Regions from separate parts of the Capsicum annuum genome. Here region 2 is linked to region 1. Evidence: chromatin contacts called from public Hi-C data. All regions are on one chromosome and are shown on one strand. The core of a region is the stretch at or near the end of the contact, and the rest is flanking DNA. Distances in the headings are between cores, read along the strand shown.

Region 1 (3,368 bases), core at 777-3,276:
CTATAAGTATAAGGGTTGGAGTTCACTGTTGCCATGTTTTTTAAATCTTATAGGAATTCATTTTTTTTTATTTCAAATTTTTCTATACGTACGTAGTAAAATTTTCTTTTTTTTTTCTTTTTAAAACTTTCTATGTCCCTTCATTTTATAAGGGTCTTTTTTCTTTGGTTCTAAATTTTTTAGGTGATTTATGTGGTAAATTTTTTTTTAGGAGTATATTTTTTAAAATTTTTTTTACATAATTAAGGAGTTATTAATCACACATTAATAAGGTATAATATTGAATAATTATTGGACTTAATTTATTTCCTTAAATATTGTTTTGGATAATTATTGGATTTGATTAATTTTTAATCATTGTTAAGGAAGTTAGTCATGATACATAAGATATACATGTATATTGACGTTTAGTTGTGTATAGGAATAATTAAAATCTGAGAGAGGGAAAAATTTATCTAAAAAACAGGGATAGAAGATAATTAAGCAGAAACTTGATGGTATTTATGGTTGTAGCAGTCTCATTTAACGGTCCACCATGATAAGGAAAGAAAGAAATAAAAGCATCAACTGAGATTAACGTTTCTTTGGATTTGATGGGGGGTTCTAAAAGTATTCATTTGTTTCTTTTTTTTGCCAATTTTTGAACCATACAATATACAATGGGGAGGGCAGTTTGCTTCACGAGATTAGGATGGGTTTGTCCCGATTTATATCCATGCGTGATTGGAAATATTAGCTAAGATCCGTATTGTTTTTATTATCACAATTTAGGACTTATTTATGCTATAACCATGTTTTCAGTTTAGAAATGAATATCCTAATTTTAAATAACAAGGCCCTTAGTTGTGATCTATGGATAATTAATTTTGATATAAGATGTTCCACAAGAAAAGCATTATAACTGCGCAGTATTTACGTTGTTGGTTGACGTTATCAAAAATATATATTTATCATTTTATTTGGGATAAAAAGAATACGAGTATTGATAGCATAAAAATTACTCATCACATCTGGCATCAGTTAGTAGAATTTCTTATTTTACATAAAAGAGAAGGAAGGAAGGAAGAAAGAAAGTAAATTAAAAAACAGTGATAATTAAGAAGAAAGACTAGGATCATCAGGGATAGGATCGGCATCGACCCGATTACCAGGCAACTCATCAACTTGGATTTGATCAAGCACAAGTACTAATCCCATGGCGAACGCACTGTCAAATCCAGGCTTTATAGACAGCGAAAAAACGTCCTTTCCAAGCACCACATTGGCACAAGCATCCACTTTCCTTCGAATTTCAGCCACCGATATCTTATCAGCATTGAAAAACGTGCAATTTCTCTGAGCAAATGATCCTTCAATCTGATACTCCTCAATTGGATTACTGTATACTTCCACCGTCACATTAGATCTACCAATTATCGACGATCTACGTACGCTGAATATCGGCTTTTTTCCTTCTTCTCTTTCACCTAAATAGCCTTCCCACCTGTTATGCAAACTCGGCCTCTGTTCGAATATTTTCATCAAAAAGTTTCGAATCATTACGACTATTGCACCTCACACTTTTTTTGGCAAATTGAGTGAAGAAGAAAAACAGTACCTTACGGCGAACAGTGAGAAGGCATCGGCCAGTAGCATCCATCAGAACGAGTTCACCTAAGTCACGAGAATCGGGACCGTAAGTGTCAACTCGAAAAACAAGGTTGCCTTTGCAGTCGTAGGCAGTGAATCCATCTCCAGTGAAGAACAGCGAAGTTTTACGAACAGTAAGATTCTTCTCTTCACTGTAAACAAATGCATCTTCAACAACTACTTTGCTCTTCATTTTTCTTCTCACTTTGAAAAAAAGAAAAACTTTGTTTTCTTGTTTTTCCTAGCAATCAAAATACTGAAATGAAATGAGATATTTATTTATGAGGTGAAAAGGCCAAAAGGAAGGTCCAAGAAGAGGTGGAAGATTGCTAGACACATGTGGTGTGCATTTATTAGTAAAGTGGATCTATTTATGATATATACAGGAGTATTAAATTATTGTAAGGGTTTAGAGTATTAATTACTCTATTTATGCATTCCGAAGTTCAAAATAAATATTTTTGTTTTTTATTTTCTTATTTCTAGCTAAAAATTATTCATTTAAAAATAAAAAGAATATTAATATAATAAAGATGTTACATTTAAAAAATAATTACGAATATAAAAACTTAATTAATAATTTTATATAATTTATAATATGTTAAATTAAATATGATATATATAATATAAATAATAACAATAATATAATAAAAAATAATATGTTTAATTAATAATGCATCTCTAAATTTGGAGAAACTTTATTCAAAACTCCAAATATGAAGTTTTGAGAGTGAAATAAAAGGTGGTTGGAGGTTGTCACCCTTCAAATAAAGAGTTTAGAGGGTAATTTGAAGGGCGATTGGAAATGTCTAATTAAAATCACGCATAGAGCAATTAGAGTAATTTAACAATGAAGCCACTAAATTCCAGGCTTCAGCTTTTAGTACATGTGTATCAATATTTTAATTTACTCAATTAAAGTTTGCTAAGTATGCAAGTTGCATTAAAATAGCAAATTTATCTTAATATTTATTAGCACGTAAGTGGGAACCAAATATTTTGGAGATCACCAACAGCCAATCGTATTATATTAAATCTCTATATAATCAAAAGATATTTACGATGATCCTCGATCTTTAGAGGTCCCATCTAAAAACTATTACTAGTTCAATATTTTTTCTAATATTAAAGGAGTTCCCATTGAGTATGATCACATATACTCTGGGGGTCCTTTGGTTTGAGGTATAAAAAATTCAAGGGATAAGTTATCTCGGGATAAAATAAAAGATCATTTAATCCCTTGTTTGGTTGGAGGGATTAATCCAACCCGAGATAACTTATCCCACCATTTTCTCCTTAGTGATAGAATAACTTATCTCATATACATAGTGGGATAAGTTATCCCGGATAATCTCAGGATAATTAATTCCGATATTAGTTATTCCGGAATAACAATTTCCAACCAAACGACCCGAAAAGACGAAGAAAATACAATTGTTTGGGTCTGGGTTACCTTTTTCCTTACCAACTTCATGTCGCCCGTACCATTGCGGAGAATAATACTAAGTGAAAAACCGGAGATTTGATTTTATAACATTTTATTAATTTATTTTTTATTTTATATATTAGAGATTTAAAGTTCTATACAATTTATAAGTAGTCATAGTAGTGAAAGTTCCCACTTGAAAAGCCAAGAATAATATACATAGATTTTGCATTAAATTTTATGATATATGGTTATAAATTTGGAGAAAAGAGTCTTAATCGATTAAAATACATTATGAATTAAATTAAATCTT
Region 2 (3,100 bases), core at 449-2,948, 36 kb after region 1:
TCTTCTTCTATTTGTTCTAATATTCAAAATAATGTTCAGTCTTATAATGATAGCAATTTTGTTATGTCTTGTAATTTCACTTGCAATAATAATAAAATGGATCTTTTTTGGCACCAAAGGTTGGGTCATATGCCTTATCACAGAATGAGATTTCTTCCCTTCTTGCATTCTAAGCTACCTTCTCAACAAATTTTTTTATGAGATATTTGCCCTAAAGTAAGACAACACAGACTTTCTTTTCCCCACAGTGATATTCATACCACAGTTCCTTTTTCAACTAGTGCATATAGACATATAGGGTCCTTACCACACTAGAACTTACAATGGTTTTAGATATTTCCTTACGCTAATTGATGTTTTCCCAGGAGTTACTTGGACACATCCCCTCTCTTGTAAAAGCAATGCATTATCTATACTTAAAACCTTTGTTTCCATGGTAAAAGTGCATTTTCATACATCTATTCAGTCTTTTAGGTCTGACAATGCCTATGAATTAGGTAGTAGTGCAGGAGCTACTTCTTTCTTTGCATGAAATGTAATTCTTCATCAGTCAACCATTCCTCACATACTACAGTAAAATGGTGTTGTGGATGTCACACTCTTTTTTCGTTCGAGGTTTCGAGTCGAAGGGTTTTTTCAATTAAAGTGACGGTATCGAATAGAGATTAGTTTTTTATCATTTTCAGAGTCGTCACTTGGAATTGAGTTATGGTGTTTCAAGTCACCTTATTGAATCCCTAATCAAAAGAAAATGACTCTTTGTTGGTCTGCGAAATAGAAGACCAGGTAAGGAATTCTGTTGACCGAGGGGAAGGTGTGAGGCACCCCTCGAGTCCCGTGGTTGAAACATGGTCGCTTTTATCAACTTATACTTAGCTTTAATTATTTTGATAAGTTATGTTAAGGCCTAAAACTTGCTCATTTTTATTATACTAAATTTATTTTAAAACTCTTGTATTAAATAAATCGATAAAAATTGATTAATTAAAGAATATATATATATATATATATATTTGGAAAAATATTCATCAAGGTACATTATTGCATCCTTGAATTTTAAAATATCTCAGACAGATACATACGCCGCATTCTTGATTGAGACGAATATTTTAAACATGCCAAAAATTTAGCTAACGCTAAAATATTGATTTATCTTATTTGTAAAAAATCATTGCAATTTATCTTTTTTCAAAATGCTACTTAATCTTAAAAGTGAACTAAAATAATATTTCATTTAAAATAATTAATTAGTTTAAATAATAGAAATAATAAAACCTTACTAATATAAAAGTAATAAAATAATATAACAGTAAAAATATAAAATAAAACAAAGTGATTTATGTTATACTAATCTTGTCCACTAATTTGTAAAATAAACTACATATATCTGTAAACATAAACGCATAATACAACTAACCCATTTTCTTTCAATAATAACAATACCAACGTATAATGACGATTTTGGCAATTTATCATCGTTTTCGATGAGATCAAATACAGAGGGATCGATGGCGTGGAGCCATTACAGCCATGGATAGTTGGTCGTCGCTATGGCGATTCCGGCCAGGTCCGGAGTTGATGTTGTCGTATCCGTGAAGGGATTGGCCAGAGAAGGCGCTAATGACGGGAAAGGGAGGTAGTATCGCAGGAAGGAAAAAGGGAAGGGGGCGGCGCCGATTTGGTGGTTGACGGCGACGAGAGAGGGCGGTAGATCTGGGAAAGGGGAAGGGGAAGGCGGCATTGAAGCCTCGCCGGCGACGGGTCTGGCCAAATATGGCCCTCTCATGGTGCGTCAAAGGCGGGAAAAGGAGGAGAAGGGATGGCAGATCTGATTGAGTGTTTTACGGCGAGATTCCGGTGAGTTTCTCGCCGGAAAATTTAGAAATTTTCACTTTTTTTTAACGATTTTACTCTTATTTTCCTCTCTCGAATTCTTTCTAATTTTTTTTACTGTTTTCGCTATTTCTTGGTACATCCGTACATGTTGTCTACTCTATACATGAATGTAAATTTGTGTACATGTAAATTGATGGAGGAATATGAGTGCATGTAACAGAATTATAACAGTGTCCATTTTTATTATTTTTTTTAACATATAGGACTTTAATATTCATATAAACATTCAATGATTTAATGTATAATACATATTAACGAACAAATTTATATAATAAACACATTGAAGAACACATGAAATTATTTAAATAATTTTATTTATATTTTTATTTCTAATAAATTCATACAATAAATAATATAGGATCAAAGTGAAACTTGTATTAATTTAAACAGAAATACGAAGTTATTACCGAAATCTTCAAACAAAATTCTGACTTCGAATCTTTCTTTTCTCTCTTTTGTTTCTCAATTAGTGTTTTTCTTTGTCTGAGTGAATGTCCAATGTCAAAGTACATAGAATCTCCTCAATCTCCTCTAGGGGGTGAGCGTCCTTTTATACTGAGATTTGGGGAACAGTTATCATTTGGGGGAATAATCAATTGTCAGATAAGGGAAAGGGGATATTTAAAATTTAAAAATAATTTGTTTTATTTTATTTATTTTAATAAAAGATAATATTAATAATAAATCAAAAATAAATAATATAATAAATATAAAATGATAATCAATTAATTTTATACTTAACTAAAAGATAATAACAATTTATAAATAAATAAATAAATAAATAAAATATAATAAAATAATATTCAAACTATTAATTTATTTATTAAAATTTATAAAAGAAAATATATATTTAATTGTTATATTATTTTTAAAAATAGAATAAAATAAAAATAAAAATAAAGATCAAAATATATGATTAAATATAAATATAAATATTTAATATCGATAGACAAATTAAAATTTAGGGAGAATAAAAAATTATGTGTCTACAGTGGAAAGGAAACACAAACACTTGAAATATCCAGAGCTTTACTTTTTCAATCCCATTTCCCTATCAAATACTGGGGTGATTGTGTTTTGACTGCTACCTACCTCATTAATAGATTACCTTCCTCAGTCTTAAACAACCTTTCACCTTATGAAAAGCTTCATGAATCTCCTCCCTCTTATGATTATCTCAAATTATTTGGTTGTTTGTGTTATG

Evidence for each region. Hi-C and Micro-C count contacts between places; a contact is called where the count stands out from the background.
Region 2: a contact with region 1 is called in a Hi-C map of bud, with 2.1 times the contacts expected there. The contact joins the enhancer-like site here to the promoter of LOC107865848 in region 1. A contact is called at or near these places in 3 of 5 Hi-C or Micro-C datasets (bud, leaf and placenta).

The regions. Positions count from the first base shown.
Region 1 is chr3:257,936,961-257,940,328 of UCD10Xv1.1, forward strand. LOC107865848 (protein LURP-one-related 12) reads right to left here and starts at 2,027. Exons shown (of 2, transcript XM_016712042.2): 1 at 1,598-2,027; 2 at 983-1,503. The coding sequence starts at 1,822. The coding sequence ends at 1,096.
Region 2 is chr3:257,973,758-257,976,857 of UCD10Xv1.1, forward strand. No RefSeq gene overlaps it. Among protein-coding and RNA genes, the nearest start is that of LOC107861959, 8.1 kb to the right of the region's middle. Within about 2 kb of position 1,699, at least 4 of the 5 cell types and tissues checked have an H3K27ac peak or open chromatin away from gene starts, as enhancers often do. A contact at or near this core is called in bud and leaf, where this site is marked.